Linked DNA regions of Gossypium hirsutum: all the other regions are linked to region 3. A link is a contact called in public Hi-C data. All regions are on one chromosome and are shown on one strand. The core of a region is the stretch at or near the end of the contact, and the rest is flanking DNA. Distances in the headings are between cores, read along the strand shown. Region 1 holds the start of LOC107895981 (phylloplanin). Region 2 holds the start of LOC107896694 (midnolin homolog). Region 3 holds the start of LOC107896697 (peroxisomal fatty acid beta-oxidation multifunctional protein MFP2).

Region 1 (3,594 bases), core at 113-2,612, 360 kb after region 3:
TTTTGCAAAAAAAAAAATCTTTAGTAATTTTCATTCCCTTTAAAAAATTAATTTTCAATTCATTGAATATTTTCAATATTTTATCAAACATTGCCTAATATAATATTTTTTATTATTTATGATAATTGTTGACAAAAATAAAAAATATAATAAATTTTTTATTTATTTAAAAAATAAAGAGATAATTTATATTAAAATTTAAAATAAAATCAATTTAACATTTTAATATTAAATGTTAATTTTTTAAAAAAAAGTATATTTAATTATCTTGAAAGTTGTCGTTTTCAATATAATAAGTATTATCAAACACAACTTTATTTATTTCTCGAAACATAGCAAGATTACATTGGGACTTTACTTACATGACAAAATGTAAGTTTTATTAAGAATTACAGACATTGTTATAACCCCACATTTGTATCTATTATAAGCCAACAATAATTATACAACAAAGAGCGACGCTATAGCCACATTCGACATTCAAAACGACCACCATATTTATCACTAGTTCAATGGATGTTCTTGTTCTAGTTTTCGAGTTTCATCATGCTCGTAAAAACCCGAACCCGGTAGGGATGATGTTAGTGATGTTCAAGAGTCCAGCAACGGTGCTTCCGATGACTTGTAAGGTTGAAGACAATCCCCCGATGGATGCAAGGGAGGTGTTGCAATTGGAGAGCGGAGTTTTTACGGCTAAGTTGCAGTTGTTGATCAATGAAGGGACAAGGAATTGCAATGGATCTAATAATATGGAGAACATGCCAGATCCATTTGTGGTTGAACTCGAAACCACGTTTCCACCACACTGAAGTTGCACCAATGCATCTAAAACACATTTATACCAAATACATATATAACTCAGCATTTGTGATCATTTTTTCGGGAAAATATGATGATAGAAAAGTAGAAGCTTACTAGGGAAAGCTGGGGTTGCAGTGCCGTTTACACCCATGTTGCCATCGACAGTACAAAATACAGTCCCTTGGATCCTAATCAAGCCAAGGAGGCCGCTAATGAGTCCACCTAGTTGAGCTTCAGCAATTAGAGGTATCAATGCCATTGCAGCAAGCAAGAGACAAACCAACATAAGTGTTTTCAAGGCCATGAAGTTTTTGGTTAATTAACCGAGTTAATATCAATGAAAATGATCCACTCTTGCAGCTGTGATGTTCGACAACCCTAGTTATTTATAGGCAACTTAGAGGGCAAGTTGGTGCTAAAATCTTCCACACAAGTTGGGGACCTTCACCATCAGCACCATGCACGCCACCATTGTAGGCTTCACCTACGTGGGGGCTAAACCTTGCCCCCTAGACTTTGGCATAGCTTAACATTGTTGTTGGAAAAAAAAAAAACTCACTTAGAAAAGAAAAAGCAATTGAGAAGTGATTTGAGATTTTCTAATATTTGGCATTACTATGAAAAAAATACGGTGAGAAGATAAAATGGTAATAAAGTACATCATTTTTAAAAAATATATTGTTAGATTATAAATAATCTATATGTACTATTTTTAATTTTTAAATGAGTTGAATTTACGAATCAATCCAACATTAATTTAATTAGGAAAAAATTTTATAGTATATCTTAAAAAAAAATGAATATTATTATAAGAAAGTTTTTTTCTAATTCTAATCCTATATGGAATTTATAAAATATAATTTAAAAACAGAATAAATTTAAAAAAAAACTATATATATTAAGATTTAAACATAGTGTAGCAGCCAATTTTGACTCAGACCAGCAAACCAAAAATAAAACCTAAAATATAATAAATAAAATAAAAGTCCAATAGTCCATTTACAATGTTAAACAGCCTAAACCCAACAAGCCCAACAAGCCCAAAAGTTTAAAAACCCTAACTCAACTACCCAAAACATCTCAGCAACCCTAGCCCCAATCTTTTCAGCCGCCGCTCCTCACCAATGGCCACCACGCACGCCACCACCGGTACACGCCTCCTCGCACGCGTCTGGTCGCCCACTTCACCTACAAAACGAGACTAGCACGCAAACAAAAAGAAACAACAAACAAGAGGACAAAAATGATAGCAAACAAAAGAAACAACGAAGAAACAAACAAAATAGAAATAAGAACAAGCATGTATTCGGCTATAAAAGCCATTTTCATTCCCTTTATTTTTTTTACGCATATTAAGCAATCAAACAAAAAACGAACACTAGCAATCAAAGCAAAAAACATACAAAAAGGTTGATCTCTGATTTTATTTTCTTTATTTTCACTTCATTTTATTTCTTTAATATTTCTTTTCAATTTTAATACAAATCTGTTAAACAAAGTGGGCATAAAATGAATAAAGGGAAAGAGGAGAAGGGTGACTTACTGGATCCACCTCGTAGCCGCATCGTCGGAGCTCTCCTCTTCGTTCGGCGTGGTCGAGTTCAAAAGAGGGGGTTGAGCCCTTGTCTTTTGTTTTTTGGAGCAAATCTCCAATGCGTATAAAAAAGAAGGGCTAAAAGAGCCCATTTTGGTGTAACACCGGCCACCAAATGCGGTGGTGGCGCGGTGGACAGTCGACGGCACAAAGAGGGGGTTTAAAAACCTAACAGAAAAAAAGAAAAGTTTTTTTAAAATTTTCTTCAAAAATGGGCTGCAAATGAATTTAAAAAAAAAATTTGGGGCTTAAATATGTTGCATGAAACGACACCATTTCATTTCCTTCCCCATATGCCAAAACGGCGTCGTTTTGGGGAAGGGGCGGGTCGACCCGACCCGCATAGGCCAGGACCGCGTGTTTTGTAGCCTTGGGGCTATTTACGCGGTGAGTCCTTCCATATTTTCGTGGTGTTCAATCCAATCTCATTCCTTTTTAAAATTTTGCCCTCATAATTTCTCTGTTGCTACACTTAAATCCTACATTGAAACGCTGCGCATAGGGGATTAGGGTAATTGCCCAGTTGACCCCTGTTCTTTCGCGCGTATTTCAATCAAGTCCCTGGCAATTTTCTATTTTATGATTTATACCTTTTTTTATTTTGATTTTAATTTAGCCCTCACCCTTTTTTATTTCAAATTGTTTTATCATGTTATATTATATGTTTTATTTATTGCCCATTCAGATGTTATATTTTATTTAGTTTAAAACTTCATGTGTTACTTATAAGATTTGTCATATTGTTCATTTATTTATTTATCTCAAATTTATTTTATTTGTTTGTTTATTCCAAGTGTTATATGTCAATAATGTTAAATGTATATATGTTATTTATTTTATGTTCTCTTTTGTAAACTGTTCGCTTGTTTATATTTCTTTAATTTGCATGTTTATTTTAAGTCTTTCACATGATGTGTTAAATTGTGTTTTGTTTTATATATATTTTATATTATTTTATCTTATGTTGAAAATATTATTCATAGCAAATTATAAACCATCATATTTATACTTTAAGAGTACCATTTGCTTTTTTTTTTTTAAAATCGTCTTTTGCATTATTTATTTGAAATAAAATTTCATTAGTTTAAATTGTTTTCATATACCTTTCAAAATTCCATTTTTTTTAAAAAAATATTTTATTTATTATTCATTATAGGATTTTTATGTTACTCATGCTATGCTTTTATGTACACGTATGT
Region 2 (3,319 bases), core at 16-2,515, 290 kb after region 3:
CTGTCGCTCTTCCCTCTTCAACCAAATTTTCACAATCTTTTTCTTTGTTCTCCACTTATTGTTAACTCCTATCACTATTTAACTTAATTCCATTCCATTAATTTAATTTTTTCCAATTAACAAAGCAAAATAAATTGGGACGAGCAAATGAACCCGAGAAGGAGAGGGCCCTTCACAAACTAATTATGTCAAAATTATAATTTAAATCTTTTTAAATTATTAATAATTTAGTTTAAACATTTTTAATACAAATTTTTACTTATTTTATAATTTTATCTCAACCTTTCTAAATAAATTTTTTGGTTAATTATAACCAAAATCTATTTATATTAATCCACACAACTCTACCTTCTTTTTCTAATGATTTTTTTCAAAATTTTTAATAGTATAAAACCATATATTTATAATGTGTTCATGAATACATGTAATTGTTTAGGTCATGTATAAAATAATTATATATAACTTATTAACATATATATGATTTTAGTTTGTATTTCTAGTACATATACTAAAAAATAAAATATTATAACGAATAAATTAGTAACTTTAAAAATCGGGTAGGTTATCACAAATACCTCACTCCACCATATGCATTTAAAATAAAAAATCTCAGATGATATAAATTTTATTAAGTGGCCATCGTCTTAATAAAAATATTATAGAGATATTTGTATTAAGAGTTGATAATATTTTACTTTTATTATTTAAAAATAAATAAATTAACTTTTTTATATTAGAGCAGAAAGTAAATTAATCATTTTGGTTAAAAATTCCATCTATTTTTTACTATTAAAGCTAATTATTAATTGTATGTTAAAATGAAATACATGACACATCACATGCAATTATTTAATTATTCTATATTTTTAATAATAAGAATAAATAAAATTTTTAATAGTATTTAATCTATCGTACAAACAATAATTAACTCGTTTTTTAAATAAAAAATTAAATACAATCTTATTATTAATACAGTATCCTCTATTATAATTTTACCCTCATCCCTCGTTATACGAAACCCTTTTCTATGGAGTCTAATAATTTTTTATATTTTCAAGTATTATATATAAATAAGTTATAAGAAACTAATAATTGATTTTTATCAGGAAAGAAAAAGCCAAGTAAGCAGTAATATATTTAGAGATAAAAAACAAAGCGAATTTCATAATGCAATGGCAGAAAAAGAAGGAATCTACTCTAATCCATCCATCTACAAAGAAGAAGCATATTTTCTTCTTCTAAATTCTAATATATATTATATATAAAAAAATATAAAGAAGAAGAGCAAAGGGCAAAGCGAAGCAATGGAGTTAAAAGGAAAAACCCTTCCCAGGAGCTAAAGTGAGGAGTCAGAAGAGAGTGCTTTGGTTAGTAGATTCCTGTGGGAAGGTGATAGGCGGGGGGTTGATGAAAGCTAAAAAAGGGATTAGGGTTTAGCTTGTGTATGGTTTATATGATAATATCACTTTGTTTAATGTGTAGGCAAGTCAGTGTTCCACGTGCTCCTGGGGACTCTCTCCCCCCTCCCCCTCTTCAATGCCATATTTTTTTTCCCCACTCAATTACACTCTCTGACTCTCTGTTTCCCTTCTTTTGTTTGCATCTTCCCCTTCCCATTTCTCTCTCTTTTCTTGGCAGGGAAAAAAGTGAGTAACTTGTGGGAAAGCAAAAACAAAGGCCATATCTTTGATGTGAAAAGAGAGCAATACCAGTTACAAGGATCAAAGATTTTCTAGATATTTTTGCCTTCCCAGTTAGTTTAACATGATGGAAGGAATCAAAGGTGGAGGAGGAGGTAGAGTTGGTGTTGGTGTTGGTGTTGAAGAAGATATGGGAGATGGTATGCAATGCAGTAATCATCCTTATAGAAATAACCCTGGTGGGATTTGTGCTTTTTGCCTTCAAGAGAAGCTAGGCAAGTTGGTTTCTTCTTCTTTTCCTTTACCGATTCGTGCTTCACCTTCTTTTTCTTCTTCCCCGCCTTCTTTTAGATCTGATACTGGTGCCATTGCTACTAGTTGTGGCGGAAATGGTGGCGTTAGTGGTGGTGGTGGTGGTGTTGCCACTTTTTCCGCTTCTTCACTGTCTATGTCTGTTCGTCCCATAACAAAAACTAGGCTTGATAGTGGCAATAATAACAGTCATTATGAAGAATGTTATACAAGGCGGGCCAGGATCCCTTTCCTTTTGGCAAAGAAGAAAAAGAAGATCATGGTGGCATCATCAGATCATCATCATCACCACCACCACCATCATCATGCTAATATTGCTTTGAAGAGAAGCAAGTCAACTACAGCTCCCAGGAGAGGCCGGTTCTTGGATGGTGAAGTAGATAATGGTGGAGGCTTCAGTCCCAGAAAAAGAAGTGGTTTTTGGTCATTTCTCTATCTTTCTTCCAAGAGCCATAGTTCCAAAAAACCAGACAAGGTTGCTTCAATAGCACCACCGGCAGTCACTGTCTCAACAGCAACAACAATGGGGGGACCTTCATCCTCAAGTGCGGTCGTGAATGTAAAGCCAAAGGAGAAAAGCTTGGGTTCATCATTGTCGAGAAAAGGAGGCATTGTGGTAGTAGAAGAGGATGACAGCCCCAACAGTGAAGCCACTGCCTCAGCTGCATCATCATTTGAGCGCAAGGTTTCGAGATCCAGGTCCGTAGGCTGCGGAAGCCGGAGTTTCTCCGGTGATTTCTTCGAAAGGATCTCAACCGGGTTGGGAGATTGCACTCTCAGACGAGTTGAATCCCAAAGAGAAGGCAAACCAAAATCCTCCGCCGTCGGCGCCGCCTCATCATCATCAGCAATGAAAGAAAGGGTAAAATGCGGTGGCATATTCGGTGGTTTCATAATCACATCATCATCGTCTTCCTCCTCATCTTCATACTGGTTATCGTCATCAGCGGAGGATCATAACGGGAATGGGAAAGCAACAGGAGCAGCGCTGATCCATGGGAGGAGCAGGAGTTGGGGATGGGCATTTGCAAGCCCCATGAGAGCATTCACCAAACCATCCTTTGGTAAGAAAGATGCTACCACCGTCATTAGAGAATCAAACAACAAAAACACAACTCCCAATCTGGCTGCCATTCCTTCCTTATTAGCTGTTAGAAGCTAAAAATGATTCCAGTTAATACGCATTACATTGGCTTAATTATTATTGCCTGTTTATTTCCATATTTATTATCATATGTTCTTAAGAGACTCTATTCCTTTAGTAATGTTACACCCCTTAATCCCTTCCTTACTTGTTACTACTACTGCATCACATATATCTGCAATTAATTATATTTTGGACTCTTCATATTTTCTGATTCCTTAAA
Region 3 (3,793 bases), core at 275-2,774:
TTTTAGTCCATCTAAAATTACTAAAATTATTCGATCTATAAAAAATAAATTATAAGAATGAATGTTATTAATTGCCATCCTAATAATTTTAGTTTAGGGGTTGGCTCTTGCTCTTTTAGTGGTTTTTGTTGGAGTTAGTGAAAGATTCGTCGATTGTGACTTATTTTAATGACGTGGTATATCGAATTTAAATTAATTTATTTATGTTTATATATAATTTAAAAGATTTAACATTAAGTTATTTGGGAAAGACAAGATGATGAGTGTTGAATTTAAAGCGGCAATTTAAGAGATCCATCTTACTAGTTAATATAGCTTTGTATCCATTATGTTTAACGTTCTTTTTATATTATTTTCTAAGATATTCTAAAAAGAATTATACGAAATAGAGACATTACGTCATTTTTAAGGAAAAATTATATAAAATAGAGATGTTATATCATTTTATATCTTTTACTAATTATTTAATGTCATTTCAATATCTTTTTTTATGTAATTAACATATTATTTTAATAATTTTTTAATTTAAATCTTGAATCTTAAATTCTAAATCTTGGACCCTAAAATTCTAGACCTTGAACTTTTAACTCTGAACTCTAAATTTTAGACTTGAGTCTAGAGTTTCAATAACCAAGATACAAAGTTTAAAATTTAAAGTTCAAAATTTAAAGTCCAAAATTCAAGATAAAAAATTTATTAAAATAATATATCAAGGACATAAAACCCCCTTTATTTTATACAATTTTTGTTTACAATTTATTTCTAACATATTTGAGTTTTCTCCACTCCTTTCCTTTGATGGTAATATTTTATATATAAATGAAATTATCTTTTTGAAAAAAAAAGGTAAAGTGGGTTCGATAACGAAAGCGACCAAGACCAAGGGTTTTAATACTTTGGAATTATCATAATCCAACTTTGTTTTCTTCGTCTTATCTCTCTCAGCCTAATTTCCCCTACTTTGCATTTTAATATCTTACCCTAAAGATAGCCGATAGAAAATTGACACCTCGCCCAAGCTACCCATGTGACACTTAGTCGCAAAATGAAATTATTCATGAATAGAGTAAAATTGAATATAAATATAATATTAATACATTTTATATTTAATATGTTAGTGAATTAAATTCACCATGAATTTGAATGGATTTAGATAGACGATAAGGTATAGTATGATGTGTTTAGCGTATGATGTGTTTAGCTTACTTTTTATATCACGCTATAGTATTGGTACAGTGTTTAATTTCATCGCCACTACTATTTTTACATAAACTGTAATTAAATGTATTTTCCATCCAAATTAATTCTCAAAGAATTAACTTTCACTAAACTTCAAGAAAATTGTATCTAAAAGACAATATTTTCGTTTTTATACAGGGGCAGTTAATGTTTTACCTGTTATTCTCTTAATTTGATTTGTGATGCATAGCAAGTAATGTAGTAAAAAAGTTTAACTCAGTGAGATGTATTACCATTTTTCAATTTCATTTATGAGAATTAGAGGGTTGTGCTATCAATAAACATAAATTAACTCTGATTATAGTTGTGCTCAATAAATATATAAAATGAGAGTGGAACAGCAAACAAATATGGTTGGATGAGGACAGCCATGCAGGCGTTGGCGTTGGCGTTGGCGTTGGCGTTGGAACTCAACCAAGCAACTTTGAGACCAACGAAGCAGTTCAAAGATTTGGAGCAGCTGTTGATTAAAGCCTACTAACTTGGGTTTCTCCGTACACTCTTTTCTTCAAACGTCACTCCCTCCTCCGCCTTCTTACACGACACCTCCTTAAATAAAATCGTCGACCCAACTAACTCCTTTTATAATTTTTACTATTAATTAATACCCATTGTTCGACTCCAAATTTTGATTAAAAATAAATAAAGCAAGAGATTATAGCCTAAGCAAAGAGTGATAATGGGGAGCAAGAACAATGGAAGAACAACCCTTGAAGTTGGAGTTGATGGAGTTGCTGTTATCACCATCATCAATCCTCCTGTCAATTCTCTTTCTCCTGATGGTACCCCCTCTTTTCATTTTCTTCTTTCTTTATCTTTCCTTTTTGCCTATTGATTTTGAGTTATGGAATTTGGGATTTCTTTGTTATTTATGACCCACACTTTTTCTATGCAAATTGCTTTATAAAGTTTTGATCTTTTTGGGGTTCGTTAGCAAAAGAATTGTATTGGGTTTTATTTAGCTGCAGAGGAAAACAGATGTATTTATCAACTTGATATTCATTTTTCTTGCAAAGATTGGAATTTAGAGGGCTTATACTTGAACCATTAATGTTGACCTACAATTCTCTTACATGGTTCTGTGTTGGTCGGTTTGCAAGTAATTCACTTTATGCTACTCAAAATAGGGCTTATATTTGAACCATTAATGTTGACCTACAATTCTCTTACATGGTTCTGTGTTGGTCGGTTTGCAAGTAATTCACTTTATGCTACTCAAAATATGGTTCTTTTATTGATTGAATTATATAGCAATAGATAAAGCTGTAGAAAAACTCCAGATTATATACTTGTATTCCGTAATAGAGAAAAAGAGTGTTAGATTTTAAAAGAAAATTGTGAAGCATAATTGGGGTTCGAAGGCAAATTTGGATCTATAATTTCATTGTTCTTTTTTTTGCTTGGTATATTGCCCAAATTAGGTTATATGGTTACATGAAAACAATAGTCATCATTCTTCCCCCACAATTACATTTTAATGATTTTGTATATGTGAGAAGATATGCAATTGATCTCCCTTGGCTTTGTGTGTCCTCCTTACAGTGTTGTATAGCTTAAAAGAGAGTTACGACAAGGCCTTACAAAGAGACGATGTGAAAGCCATTGTTGTTACAGGTAAGTTCAAAGAGATCACTCCTTAAAATTAAAGGAAAAGATGTGTATAGATATTGTCTCTGTTACTGCTTTTCCAAAAAGACTGGAATTGGTTATTGAGATGCTTCTGTGAGCAGGTGCAAATGGAAAATTTTCTGGTGGTTTTGATATCACATCTTTTGATGGAATGCAATCAGGAAAAGGTATGCACAGAAGTCCTTTATGTATATATATTGCATTGGCTTGAAATTGATGGGTTGGTAGTATTTTCCAGTGGAGCAGCCGAAGCTTGGTTTTGTATCAGTTGAGATTGTCAGTGACACTTTAGAAGGTAATTACCGTATAATGATTTCTAAAACAGAAAGCATTTCAAAGTTGCATGGATCCGTGTTGACTCTAGATACTTTGTACTTCAGCTGCAGAAAAACCATCAGTTGCTGCCATTGATGGCCTTGCCTTAGGTGGGGGTCTAGAAGTTGCAATGGTCTGTATTTTATTTAACTTCAGAAATCTCTTATTTTTGTTGGAAAGAAAATATCTTTATAGTTTTTTTCCTTTCAGGCATGTCATGCGAGAATATCGACTCCTACAGCACAATTAGGCCTGCCTGAACTTCAACTTGGGGTTATTCCTGGGTTTGGAGGTATGACTCTTTCATTTCTTCAGCTTGGGGTAATTCCTGGTTATATTGGCATTATTTATATTCTGCTTTCTGCTCCTAAATGGGCTCAGGTACACAGCGACTTCCACGACTCGTTGGTCTCACGAAGTCCCTTGAAATGATGTTGGTATGTGGTTAGATCAGTATTCATTTTTCTTACATCAGGCTTTGGTATGATTTGATATGGTTACTATATTAATATCTGTTCATTGACTGAGCACTTTGTTCTTCCCTTCTTTCCCTTAAATAGACATCTAAGCCTGTTAAAGGTGAAGAAGCACTTGGATTGGGTCTAGTCAA

Evidence for each region. A called contact is a pair of places that touch in the nucleus more often than the background predicts.
Region 1: a Hi-C map of leaf shows a contact between it and region 3, with 2.1 times the contacts expected there. The contact joins the promoter of LOC107895981 here to the promoter of LOC107896697 in region 3. A contact is called at or near these places in 4 of 34 Hi-C or Micro-C datasets (all in leaf).
Region 2: a contact with region 3 is called in a Hi-C map of leaf, with 1.9 times the contacts expected there. The contact joins the promoter of LOC107896694 here to the promoter of LOC107896697 in region 3. A contact is called at or near these places in 2 of 34 Hi-C or Micro-C datasets (both in leaf).

The regions. Positions count from the first base shown.
Region 1 is chrA10:96,587,007-96,590,600 of Gossypium_hirsutum_v2.1, reverse strand. It overlaps LOC107895981 (phylloplanin), which reads right to left and starts at 1,362. Exons shown (of 2, transcript XM_016821158.2): 1 at 916-1,362; 2 at 300-825. The coding sequence starts at 1,105. The coding sequence ends at 545.
Region 2 is chrA10:96,657,165-96,660,483 of Gossypium_hirsutum_v2.1, reverse strand. LOC107896694 (midnolin homolog) reads left to right here and starts at 1,265. Exons shown (of 1, transcript XM_016821926.2): 1 at 1,265-3,243. The coding sequence starts at 1,765. The coding sequence ends at 3,114.
Region 3 is chrA10:96,946,861-96,950,653 of Gossypium_hirsutum_v2.1, reverse strand. LOC107896697 (peroxisomal fatty acid beta-oxidation multifunctional protein MFP2) reads left to right here and starts at 1,524. Exons shown (of 18, transcript XM_016821928.2): 1 at 1,524-2,021; 2 at 2,782-2,853; 3 at 2,970-3,035; 4 at 3,107-3,163; 5 at 3,249-3,316; 6 at 3,394-3,475; 7 at 3,565-3,620; 8 at 3,744-3,793. The coding sequence starts at 1,919.